4 separate regions of the Mus musculus genome follow, and regions 1, 2 and 4 are each linked to region 3. Evidence: chromatin contacts called from public Hi-C and HiChIP or PLAC-seq data. All regions are on one chromosome and are shown on one strand. Each heading gives the region's core, a stretch centred on a gene start, on an enhancer-like site or on the middle of the called end of the contact. The rest is flanking DNA. Distances are from core to core; before and after follow the strand shown.

Evidence for each region. A called contact is a pair of places that touch in the nucleus more often than the background predicts. HiChIP or PLAC-seq counts read pairs in DNA pulled down with a chosen protein or histone mark.
Region 1: a FOXA1 HiChIP or PLAC-seq map of pancreatic cancer cells shows a contact between it and region 3. The contact joins the enhancer-like site here to the promoter of Map3k5 in region 3. A contact is called at or near these places in 6 of 115 datasets of contacts at active chromatin or transcription factors (embryonic forebrain, embryonic stem cells, extraembryonic endoderm stem cells and 3 more).
Region 2: an H3K4me3 HiChIP or PLAC-seq map of forebrain shows a contact between it and region 3, with 5 times the contacts expected there. The contact joins the enhancer-like site here to the promoter of Map3k5 in region 3. A contact is called at or near these places in 1 of 39 promoter capture datasets (the SN4741 cell line), 3 of 115 datasets of contacts at active chromatin or transcription factors (forebrain, large pre-B cells and pro-B cells) and 1 of 9 other capture datasets (embryonic stem cells).
Region 4: a Hi-C map of embryonic stem cells shows a contact between it and region 3, with 3 times the contacts expected there. The contact joins the promoter of Olig3 here to the promoter of Map3k5 in region 3. A contact is called at or near these places in 5 of 39 promoter capture datasets (cranial neural crest, embryonic stem cells, frontonasal cranial neural crest and 1 more) and 5 of 484 Hi-C or Micro-C datasets (all in embryonic stem cells).

The regions. Positions count from the first base shown.
Region 1 is chr10:19,191,952-19,195,103 of GRCm38.p6, forward strand. The region is part of intron 3 of Gm20139 (predicted gene, 20139); the gene reads left to right. Among named protein-coding and RNA genes, the nearest start is that of Gm40607, 50 kb to the right of the region's middle. Within about 2 kb of position 1,595, at least 60 of the 459 cell types and tissues checked have an H3K27ac peak or open chromatin away from gene starts, as enhancers often do. A contact at or near this core is called in embryonic stem cells, memory CD8 T cells, pancreatic cancer cells and 1 more, where this site is marked.
Region 2 is chr10:19,238,684-19,241,823 of GRCm38.p6, forward strand. The region is part of intron 2 of Gm40607 (a long non-coding RNA gene); the gene reads right to left. Among named protein-coding and RNA genes, the nearest start is that of Gm40607, 3.3 kb to the right of the region's middle. Within about 2 kb of position 1,523, at least 14 of the 459 cell types and tissues checked have an H3K27ac peak or open chromatin away from gene starts, as enhancers often do.
Region 3 is chr10:19,932,944-19,935,897 of GRCm38.p6, forward strand. It overlaps Map3k5 (mitogen-activated protein kinase kinase kinase 5), which reads left to right and starts at 1,583. Exons shown (of 30, transcript NM_008580.4): 1 at 1,583-2,131. The coding sequence starts at 1,663.
Region 4 is chr10:19,354,866-19,358,110 of GRCm38.p6, forward strand. It overlaps Olig3 (oligodendrocyte transcription factor 3), which reads left to right and starts at 1,674. Exons shown (of 1, transcript NM_053008.3): 1 at 1,674-3,245. The coding sequence starts at 1,764. The coding sequence ends at 2,585.

The DNA.
Region 1 (3,152 bases), core at 345-2,844, 740 kb before region 3:
CTCTTTGTGTTAACACCTTCATTCATTTTCCCTTTTAGATCATTAATATTAACTGGTATTGGTATGTCACGTGTTTAGATAAAGGAAAAGAAATATACCTAGCAGGGTAAAAAAACACATCTAAACCAAGAAGGAATTATCAAATCAAAGGGTAACATGTCACCTTTGCACAGCCCAGGGAAAGCCTCTGGCTTCTGCCTTGGAAAGCTGAAGACTGCTTAAATTTCTGTGGAATTCTGGGGAAAATCCAGAGCTCTCTCTGCTTTGAAAACAATGGCTTATAGAGATAAACTCTTGGCTATGCAACCTAAGAAGTGGGAAGGCCAAGAGTGTCCCTAGGGTGGATACCGGGCCTGATTAGCATTCCTTAGAAGTCCCACCCTTCTGGCTCCATCCAGCTGACACTGATTTCTGAATGGAGGGCTTGTGGCCTCCTGCCTGCTCAGGCCCCACTTGGAAGATCAGCACAGAACTTCCTGTTATCAAGGGTTCCACAGGTTGTCAGTGTTGCAGCCACACCCTGAGCAGAGCTGACTAGGTACCCTTAGTTGTTTGCCAGGGAGTCAAGGGGAGGGAGCCAGCAATACCTAGCCTCCAGCTATACTAAATTCTCTCTCTCTCTTTTTTGCTTTTTTGTAGACAGGAAACAAGCCTTAAAAGTTCAATCAATATTTCAAAGTTATGCAGTTAGTTAGTGACAGAGCCAAGAAAAGTGGCCAAGTTTCACTTATATATTCAACACATATTAATCAATTTCTACTCTATGTTCAGGATGTCAACAGTTAAGTACCAACAGAGGGAGTGGCTTTCAGGAAAACTGTGTACATTCAGGAATGAATGGCAAAGGGCGGTAATTTGGGATGTGCACAGACGTCTTAGATACAACAGGAGAGACTGGGGTGAGGGAGGCTGTTTAAAGACCTAGGGGGAAATGTGCTTAAGCTGCACGAAACAAAGGTTCACTGGTCATAGAAGTTGGGAGTGAAGACATTGAGCGAACAACATAGCCAGGCAAATGTCTATCTGTCCTTCTTGTAGCTTGGTAGAATTTCTTGTGATGATCCTTGTTACAGAAATAGGTACAGAATAAGCAAAATAACTGGGACAAACACCGACTCAGTGTGCTCACTGTGAAGGAATTTCTTGTGGGTTTTAGAAAGTCTTTATGATAGTTCATAACCCCAGCTCTGTTTATTCTGGGTCTGACCAGAGTGATTTCATCTTGACATTGGCAACTTTCATATCCAATTTTCAGAAGGGAAAGAGCAATGAGAGAAACTTTTTTGCAATGGAGGGTTAGCAATTTGAGTCTAAGCCCATCCTCCAAGTTTTATTCAGTCACCAGACTTAAGTCCTTTCTCGGGTCATCCAGGGAGCATGCAAACATGAAATAGCATTCCTCTTGCCAGGATGGATTCCTCCAGGAATGTGATCCAGTCTTTACTAAAGCAAATGTGAGGGGGAATTTGTTCTATGGCTTGGATATGCTCTCTCTTTTCTAGAATGTTGTCTTCTATGGATGTGCTACCCAGAGCTGAGGGATGTAGCCTGTTGATCAGCCGAGGCTACACGGGAAGAAAGTTGGGAAATCACCTATGCCCTTGACATCACAAAGCCACTGAGAAACCAAACTTGGAGGCCCTGCAACAGCCTATCTTGACATGTGATCTGATAAAATGATCTTACTGATTAACTCAGTTGAGTCAGGTTCTGTAATGCTTGCAACAGAAAGCATCCTTCAAAAAGATGAGCAGTTTTAATGATAGGTCGTTATTAGTGTTTCCATCCAATGGTTTCTGATTTTTTTTTTCCCATAGGAGAGTGTACGGCAAGGATGAGAGGTTTGGGAAACTGGAATTGAGCTTCTTAGATTTCTTCAGAAATGTCATATAGTTTAAGATCATAGCAGGAGAAATCTGCTCAATAGTTGATTTTTCTGTAACTGTGCTCATTAGCCCTAAGACAGCAATGGAGAAGATAGGTCACAGTAGTCTACAGTGTGTGGGGATTTCCAAAGATGTGCTTTTCTGTCTCTGATCCATTACATTGTCTTCAAGATGCTGACCTTTTCTAAGATTAATGAACGTCTACTAAATGCAGGGTATTCATAGGTTTCTGTTGTGTGTGTTGGGGGGGGGGGGAGATGTTCTCTGCCTTCTAGCTGTATTCAGAGAATCTCATTGTGAGCACAAGGTGTTAGAACATTTAGTGACCTTCAGTAGGACTGAAATGGCTAGCATATCATTAAAGAGTTGAAAACTAGTGTGTGTGTATACACACACACACACACACACACACACACACACACATATATATATATATATATATATATATATATACCTACATATATATACACTTATATCATGTTTTGTATACATATATACTGACTTATGTAGTAAGCTAGTAAGTTATATATACTGCTCATTTAAAAAACAATTATGTATGTAGGTATGAGTTTCGTACTTCAGTCTTAGTCTGTTCTCTGGATGTGTGTAGCGTCCATGGAGGCAGGAAGAGAGTGTCAGAACTGGACTTATAGATAATTGTTAGCTGCCATGTGGATGCTGAGACTCCAACCCAAATTCTCTGGAAGAACAGCCAGTGCTCTCAACTGCTGAAGCAGGCTCCAGATTCAAGCTTCAGGCTCTCTCTCTCTCTCTCTCTCTCTCTCTCTCTCTCTCTCTCTCTCTGTGTGTGTGTGTGTGTGTGTGTGTGTGTGTGTGTGCTCGAGTGCACACTCACTCGCACGCAGGCCAGAAATCATCACTGAGTGGCTTTTTATCCATGTTGCACCTTATTTTTTGAGATAAGACTCTAATTGAGCCTGGAGCTTTCCAGTTCAACTAAGCTGATCATCTGCCCCTGAACACTGAGATCACAGGTGCACACCACAGCTTTTCATGTGAGCACATGGTTCATGCCATGCAGTGAACACTTTATTTACTGACAGAGAGAAAGGGGAGGTCCTTCAGTCTGCTGCATTCTTCAGGGTTGGTCTGAAGGCCTGAGAACCAGGGGAGACAGTGATAGAAGGTCTAAAAACCAATATTTGGGGTGTCCAAGGACAGAAAAAAATGGATTTCAGGGCTCAAATTGCAGGAACAAACTCCCACTTCACCCACTTTTTTTTCTATCCCAGCTGTTAACTAAAA
Region 2 (3,140 bases), core at 273-2,772, 690 kb before region 3:
TAAGTCTGTGTTTACAACAGTATTCTTGGGCTTTCAGTGTTCTCTGAGTATTAAGGAAACACCCTGTCTTTCCCTAAGATTGTGTTGGAAATCGTTCAGGAAAGTCATTTGTCTTTGTTCTCCTAAAGAGTTCCAGGAAAGGAAAGGCTGAAATTTTGTCGTTTTAGATCTATAGCTATCAACATACTTTCATTATCTTAAAATAGCAAGGATTTTTTCTTTTTTTGGTTTGGTTTGGTTTGGTTTTTAATGAAGCTGAACTTCACTGGGAACTATAACACCTAAAATCCGTATTGCAAATGTCTTCTTGGGCAAACTAATTGCTCAGTGGGTAAAGGTGTCCACTAAGCCTGATGACCCAAGTTAGATTTACAGAACCCACATGGGGGTTATGGCTGGGGGAACCATAATACGTGAGGAACAGTATTAAAGGGTTGTGGCAGTAGCAAGGCTGAGAATCAATGAGTTTTGACATTAGGGTTTCCACCTTCAATATCCCTAATGTCAAATATCAGGAGGGAACTGATGCTTGCAAGGTGTTCTCTGACCTACACACACACACACACACACACACACACACACACACACACACACACACATACACACACACACACACACACACACAGACACGCACACGTGCACGCACACATACACACACACACACACACACATACATACACACACACACACACTCAGACACACACACACACACTCAGACATGCACACGTGCACGCACACACACACACTCAGACACGCACACGTGCACGCACACACACACACACACACACACTCAGACACGCACACGTGCACGCACACACACACATACACACACTCAGACATGCACACGTGCACGCACACACACACACTAATTAAAAATAACAACAGTGCGTTTATTTGTAGATAAACATCATAGGCTGTGTCTTCATTCTATTTCTGTTATCCTTGATAAGGAAGGCAGAGCAGGTATCGCTCCAGCCGCAAGCAGATGAAGTACAGCTGAGAGCTGAGAAGGCTCCTGGACCCTGTTCACCTAACTAATGAGCCCAGGCAAGACACCACACCGCTGGTTACAGAGCAAACTGCCCTATCCCCACAAGCTTTCAGGGGAGCTGGAACAAGGAAGAGAACCCCTAAGCCATTCCAGTGACGTTCTTCTCAACAGATTGCATGAATTTACCCACGTAAAAATGACAAAGAGACAAAAATGAGAAGACAGCAGTATTTTGGATTTTAAGAATAACAACAACAACAAAAAATGTTACTTAGTCACACATAGGCAGTGGTGTTGCATATTTTCATGTCATGGTTATTCATATGGAAAGATTTTATTTCCCTGTACACTGTCACTTATTCTTTGCACAGTTTTCTTCATGGTTTTAATTAGTTAGTTAGTTAGTTAGTTAGTTAGTTAGTTAGGTTGGTTTTTTAGTTTAGAGGAGGGGTGTTGGTTGTTTTTTGTTTTTTCTACCCAGCCAAGTTTTAAATCTGCTCAGTGACCAGAAGAGGGCAGTATGAGCTAACAAAACAGAAACCACGCACCGCACCCTCTAAGCCACTCTGCTTGTTCTGTTCAGACTCTGTGTCACTATCAGGTTTGCAATGTTAACTAAAACACTAAAAACTCATTAAAGACAGGAACGGAAAGGGCAGAGGTGGAGGGACGAAGGGAAGGAGATGGCTTTTTAAACCTCCTTATTGGAATAAAATGAGGTGAAATGGCTGTAAGAAAACGTGTTTAAGCACTTGCTGGGTGTGGACTCTGAATTAAGTGCTGCAAAATTGCTTCCTGGAGGGAGAGAGTAAAGAATTCAGACCACTTTCAACTGGACCTGTTCTTTACAGCCTCTGTTTACCTATTTATTTAATAGAGGCTTTGGGTCCGAAGGCCATGCCAGGACCTGCCTGGGCCCCAGACACTCCAGACCCTACATGGGAATGCGCTGGTGACAAGAAGCATAAAGAATAAAAGCTAAGGGTGAAAATGCAGGTGGTGTGTTCGATGCTTGCTTAAAATGCCTACACACACATGGGTAAAACATGTCTACCCTATAGCCTTAAGGACTGGAAGAAAGAAACGTGCCCTTGATGTATTTGTAAGTTATAGAAAATATAGTTAGAGTAGTTTCTAGGTAGCGCCAGAATACAACTTGGCTTAGTCCCCATCTTTACTGTGGCATATTTGATGGGTGACTCTTCATAGTCTGAGGAGAAAACAGGAGCCAAAGAGTCAGTGTGGTAAACTGTCTCAAATGTTCAATAGTATGTAGTTCAATGGTGCATGCATTAGAAGAAAGCACTGCCTCTTGGTGTCTGGGAAGACTGAGGCAGGTTTGAGATGAAACTCAAGGGATTTTGATGGTAGCAATCAGTAGAACAGAAATACAACAAATGAGTGGGAATTTTAGGTAGAGGAAGCCTAGGTAGGCATGTGGGTTGTGTTTAGCATTGTAGAGAACAATCATTTCTAGCGTCTGGATGCCAGGTCCTTCAGGATGGAGCAAGCAGTCTGCAGGAAGGAGAGGCTGGGAGGGGCAAAAGCAAGCTTAAGAGAAAGAGACATCGCCTAGACAGCTTTGAATACACTGCACATTCACTGTGTGGATTTGATGTGGAACCATTTCCATAAAGACTTGAGCCGCCACGTGCTGTGAACCAAGAAAAAGCAGGGCACCTACAGAAAACATGTTTCCATTATATGTACATGTGTTTGTTTCATATGTGCTATGCAGCTGTACAACGATGTAGAGGGATATTGAAGGTGGAAACCCTAATGTCAAAACTCAGTGATTCTCAGCCTTCCTAGTGCCACAACCCTTTAATACTCTTCCTCATGTATTATGGTTCCTCCAGCCATAACATTATTTTCATTGCTATTTCATAACCATAATTTTGCTGCTGTTATGAATTGTAATGTAAATATCTGTGTTTTCCGGTGGTCTTTGGGGGGTTGTGATACACAGGGTAAGAAGCACTGCATTGTACCCTAGGCTGTAGATCTGAATAGCAATGTCACAGGACTGCTCCAACAGTCATTTTAACATTGTTTTTTAGCCTTTGTTAGGAGACAACAGTTGACTGCTGTTACAAAGCAACCAGCCTTCCGTTTCCTTCTGCTGTGTGACAGCATGAAAGTCTATCTC
Region 3 (2,954 bases), core at 333-2,832:
CACAAAAAGGACCTTATTATTTGGAAACTATCAATAAAATACTGTAACAATTTAAGAATTGGGCAGTGTTCTGGTCTGAATGTGTCCCTCGCCCCCAGATTCCCCTTACTTAATACTGTGTTAAGTAAGGCTTTGGGGAGTTTGACATCCAATTTACATTTTGCCTCTTACATTTTGGCTTACTAACCTCAAGTTAGGAAATCCAAATCCTTTACGTATTGCAGCTTGCCTTGGCTTTCCTGACATGACCTACAGCATTCTGGGAGAGTTCTCTGGGAATTTACACATCTGGTTTTGCTTCCCAAAATAAGCGGGAGCTTTTTGATCACACTAAAGCAATCAAGCCTTTTCATTTGTGTATGGTTCAGTTTTAAAAAATGAAATAAGTTAACTTCTCTCTTTCAACTCTGAATGATAATTTTCCCATGCATTTTCTATCTTAGGTATCTGGCATTTTGAGGAAGGGGTGACTTTAAGATGATATATGAGAGTATTAAGTCATTCGGCAATGGAGCCAATCAATTACTCATTAACGATAACAGCGTAAGCAACTGGAAATTTTACAATGAAAAGTACCAGCGGCTGCCACGATAAATTTAGCCGACCACTTCTAAATTTAGCGCCCCTGTCACTTATAAACCACTTTCCATTTGAGGCCTGGGCTGTAGGGCGCTTGTTGGATCCTCCCGCCTCTCGGCACGCGTGTTGCCACGGTGCATCCAGCGCCACGCGCTGCCCACGAGCGGACCAGAACGAGCGAGGCGCGGTGGCTGCGCCCAGCGCTGCAAACGCCTGGCGGGCTGACCGGGACAGTGCGGGTTAGAGACTCTTCTTTTGCGCCGTCCCGCAGCGAGGCGCGCACAGGGTTTCAGCCCTCTTTCCCAGTTCTCTGAGGTCCCGGAGCAGTGGGTTCGGTCCAGGCTGCAGCTTCCCAGCAGCGCCCTCCTCAGGGGCGGGCCCTGGCTCTCTGTGCTGCAACGAGTGGGCGGCCACAGGCGGGTAGCCGAGAGGACGGGCGGCTGCGAGACGGTCGCTGGGACTCGGAGGGCGCGGCGAACCGGTGAAAGAGGAAGGGAAGGAAGGAAGGAGGAGGTGGTGGTGGAGGAGACGGAGTCGGTGCAAGGGAGCTGTTGCGGAGCAGAGAGGCGGATCCTTTCGGGAGCGGCCACGGAGGTTCCGGGACGCGGCTCGGGGTAGCCCGCCCACCGCGCGTAAGGTGTTCTCCAGGTAGCGCCGGCACCCAGAGGGCGCCCTCGCCCGGCCCGCGCTCGGCAGGCGACAGCTCGCGGCTCCCCGAGCGCGGCGCCCTTGAGCCGGGCTGCGCAGGTTGGCCGCCGACTCGTCCGCCCGCCAAGAGGAGGAAGCTCTGTCCCTTCCCGCTCGCCGCGGCCGGCGTCCCCACCCCGTGGACTCTCCACCCTGCAGCGGGCGAGCGGCGTGGCCACGGAGGCGCCGAGGAGGGGCGAGCCGCCGCCGGGCAGCGGCGTGGCCCCGGGGGACAGGGCGCCCGAGCGGAGGCGGCGGCGGGGCGGTGAAGGCGCGGCGCGCGATGGCAGCTGCCTAGCCCGGCGCGCGCGGAGCAGCCCGGAGCTGTGGCTAGCCAGACGGTGCGTCTGGGCTGGGGACTCCGGGGTCGCCGCCGTGGCAGCCCGGCAGGCAGAGATGGGCACCGAAGCCGGCGAGGGCATCACTTTCTCCGTGCCGCCCTTTGCGTCCGTGGGCTTTTGCACCATCCCGGAGGGCGGCAGCTGCCGGAGGGGAGGAGGAGCGGCGACGGCGGCGGAGGGAGAGCCGAGCCTGCAGCCCTTGCTTGTGCCGCCGCCGCCGCCACCGCCGGGCAGTTTCTGGAACGTGGAGAGCGCGGCGGCTCCCGGCACCAGCTGCCCTACCACCGCCCCCGGGAGCAGCGCCACCCGAGGCCGGGGCAACTCTGGCAGCGGGGGCGGCCGGCGTACCACCGTGGCTTATGTGATCAATGAGGCGAGCCAGGGGCAGCTGGTGGTGGCGGAGAGCGAGGCCCTGCAGAGCCTGCGGGAGGCGTGCGAGGCGGTGGGCGCCACCCTGGAGACCCTGCATTTCGGGAAGCTGGACTTCGGGGAAACCGCCGTGCTGGACCGTTTTTACAACGCAGGTGAGTGGCAGCTCGGCTCGTTGCTTTGCCCAGCCGGTTTCTCCTGGCTGTCTTGGTTGGGGGGGGGGGGGGATTTTTGTTTTGTTTTGTTTTTCGTGGGCGGGAAGCAAGCTTCCTATTTACATCACGCCTCACCTTGAGAGCGGCAAGAGTGGTTGCAGGACTATTCAGGCCGGCCGCTCCTAGTTGAGGGTGTGCTGGTGCAAGTGACTGTATTTGTGCGGGAGATCCTCCGCTGATTTATTCATTATCCGGCAGCGAAGACCCTGGGTCCAAGTACAAGGCTCGGAAAAACACTTCCTCCCACCATTGCGAATAATTGCTTCAATCACTTCTCTTCAGTTAGGAGGTGGGTAGGTTTTGCTTTTGCAAACACACACCTGTGGCCCACTGAAGTGATGTTCTGTTCTCTGTGCAGTCTTGGGAGTACAGAAATGCCCTTATGCTAAGCAGCCAGCTGTGTGCAGAGTTTCGTTTGAGTTTTCAAAGCGCGGCCTGACCTTCCCCAACTCATTTCACCTTCGAGTTTTGGTGGCTTCAATTTCCCATTCTCTTACTACTTTGAACGGTCAAATAACTATATGTTGGAGTAAAAGCACCGTGAAACACACCAAATGTGTGTGATCTTTGTTAGAATCTTGCCCAAAGAACCAGTTTTTTTTGTTTTGTTTTTTGTTTGTTTGTTTGTTTTTTTAAAAAATTACCTCAGATACTGTGGTGAGTGGAAGAGTTTATAATTTGGCATGGTTTAAAGAGTTCCCATGCAATTTTAATGACAGATTCGGTTGACTATTAAAGTGATTGTTAATGTAATCCACCGGAA
Region 4 (3,245 bases), core at 424-2,923, 580 kb before region 3:
CTCATTTGCGTTTGTAGGAAATGAAGACTCCTTTTTCTGGTTTTCCCGGTGATTGTAAGGCAAGCCATGTCTGCCTAAGGTTACAGTACAAAAGTCTCTTGCTTTTCTATAGAGACACTGCCTTAACTTAGCTTTTGTTCATGGAATTTTCAAGCCGGGAGAGATGGGGTATCCAGCTGCTTTTAGAGGCCACCCTTGCCCAAGACTACTTTCTTTCTAGGGATTTCTGTGTTCCTGCCTCTGGTGCTAAAGAGCAATTTTTGATTGACAAAAACATCGAAAAGGAATGGGGGCGGGAGCAGGGATGTCTGTGCCCAGTTATGAACTTGCATCTATGGAACACAGCAAACTCCAGGTCTGTTTATCCTCAGAGCCACGGCTTTGTAACAAGCCCGCAGACAGGTATCTCCAGGTCCTGTGCACACACATACACACACACATGCACACGCACACACACCACACACTTGATTTTACCCTGAACTCCCGCTCTGCTCAGCTGCCGCTCCAGGTGGTCTGGTGCTAAACTCTGGATGCTCTCAGCTTTCACCCTGAGGCCAAAGACTGCCTTCATCCCATCCCAACACACAGTGGAACTTGAGGCGAAGAAGGCAGTTAGCTACCCCATTTGGGAAGCTGGAACCCCAAAGATCTGTACCGAGCTCTTGAGATTCGTTTCAATCCCTAACTCTCCCATTTTTCTTCACCCTTTTCTCTCCCCAAATTTTCTTCCTAAATTGATTTTCATATAACATTGGGGGTTTTGTCTCTCCTCCCTCAGTTCTATAGCTAAGAAGTTAAAGAAATGTACAAAACCAAAATTATTTCAATTCGCTATTTTTAACGCAAAAGAAGACTTCTCCACAGTAGCATCAAAGGCAAAAACGCATTGCCAAATGGGCACATGTTTTTTTTTTTTTTTTAATTTACCGGAAAGGGCAAATAAACAAAATTAACTGAATTTAGAGAAAATGTACCAGTGAATAACAACTTCAGTCAGCAAAGTCTCCAAGTCTCCCTGGTTGAACCTGCCCCGTTTTGGCTCCGGTATCCGGCTTTCTATTGAGACCTTGTTTTGCCCACATTTCTGTAAACTAGATAGAGAACAACCCATATCTTCTAAGTCCAAAGTAACGTCGTAGGCTGATCTTCCAGGCAACTTCTGTTCCTTCCCTTCATTTTAAGTGTAAGATTTGGTTAAAAGAAATAGAATGAGGGGAGTGGCACAGAAGAAAGTTTTTAAAGAACAAAACAACAACAAAAACAAGAAGTCCAGTGCATCCGCGGTGAGTGTGTCAATCAAAGGGTTTTGTGCCTGGGGGCTCCTTGTGGTTCCAAGCAGAGGTGTCCCAGGGCGGCCCCACAATGAATATGAATAGGAATCCTTGCTAACTGGGACAGCAAAGCGCACCGCCCTGAATGATGATGGCACGTCATCTTAACCAGCCCAGGATAGATAGGAGGGCTCCTTTTGTCTCTTTTCTCCACTGCAGCGCTATAAAAGCCCCTCTTTTACTGCAAGAGGTTAGTTCAGGCACACACCAATGTGCAGTGCAGGAAACAGCTAAACCAGAGATAGCGAAGCAAGCCAGGAGAGAGAGAGAGGCGGGGCAAGGCAGGGCCTTGACTTTTCTTCTCTGGTTTTACAACTGGGGAAGTGGGTTCCTGGACCTTGCTTTTTTTTTTTTTTTTTTTTTAATTCAAGATTCTCTTTAATTTCCTGCCTAAAGGCTCCTCAACCATAAGGCCGCATCTCTTGTAATAAAATGAATTCTGATTCGAGCTCTGTCTCCAGCAGAGCGTCATCTCCGGACATGGATGAGATGTACCTAAGAGACCACCACCACCGCCACCACCACCACCATCAGGAGAGTCGTCTGAACTCGGTCTCCTCCACACAGGGCGATATGGTCCAGAAGATGCCAGGGGAAAGCCTCTCGAGGGCAGGCGCCAAGGCTGCAGGAGAAAGCAGCAAGTACAAAATCAAGAAGCAGCTGTCGGAGCAGGATCTTCAGCAGTTGCGGCTGAAGATCAACGGACGCGAACGCAAGAGGATGCACGACCTGAACCTCGCCATGGATGGTCTGCGCGAGGTCATGCCCTACGCTCACGGGCCCTCGGTGCGCAAGCTCTCCAAGATCGCCACTCTGCTTCTGGCCAGAAACTACATCCTCATGCTCACCAGCTCCCTGGAGGAGATGAAGAGGTTGGTTGGAGAGATCTACGGGGGACACCACTCGGCCTTCCACTGTGGGACTGTGGGGCATTCGGCCGGCCACCCGGCACACGCAGCCAACGCTGTGCACCCGGTGCACCCTATCCTGGGCGGCGCGCTCTCCTCTGGCAATGCCTCGTCCCCTCTGTCCGCGACCTCCCTGCCGACCATTGGCACCATCCGTCCTCCCCACTCACTGCTCAAGGCGCCCTCCACGCCGCCCGCGCTACAATTGGGCAGCGGCTTCCAGCACTGGGCGGGGCTGCCCTGTCCCTGCACCATCTGCCAGATGCCACCACCGCCGCACCTGTCCGCTCTCTCCACCGCCAACATGGCCCGGCTTTCGGCTGAATCCAAGGACTTGCTCAAGTGAGCCACGGGCTGGCCCGGCCGGGAGGAGGAAGGGAGAGCTGAGGCAGGGGTCGCAGTGCCGGGCCAGGAGGGAAAGGGAGACTGCTCGGCCTGCGGGAGGGTGGGCGCGCGGCCCCAGGCCTCGCCAGCGCCCTACAGATCCAGATTCCAGTTGACCCACCCCAGCGGGGCGTGCCAAAACCAAACTGGAATACCTAGGTGTTAGCGAAGGGGACTGGAACCCGAAGTCCTGTTTTGCATGCATGCTTCTTTCCCTCATGCCACGCCAGTATTTCTCACTGTGGTATGCTCTTGTCAAAACTGCATTTGTTGTTTAACGATGGGATCAGTGGAGTTTAAAACTTGCAAAGGAACTTTGGAGTTGGCTCTTTCTGGCTGTGTTCTTATCTTGGAGGAAAGATGGCTATCCCTTTTGTGCAAAGCAAATGTAAATATTTCATCGAGCTAGATACACTTATGATTGTCTCTGCCCTTATAGATTTTTCAGAGACAATGGAGAGAGAGAGAGAGAGAGAGAGAGAGAGAGAGAGAGAGAGCTTGTTTCAGAATCCAAGTTTTGATTCTCAGCCCAGGGCATGAACCTCTTATGTGGGTTTTCCTTTCCACGCAAACATAGGTCAAGAAAATGCATGCACGCTTCTAAATGAATCTTGTCTAAACA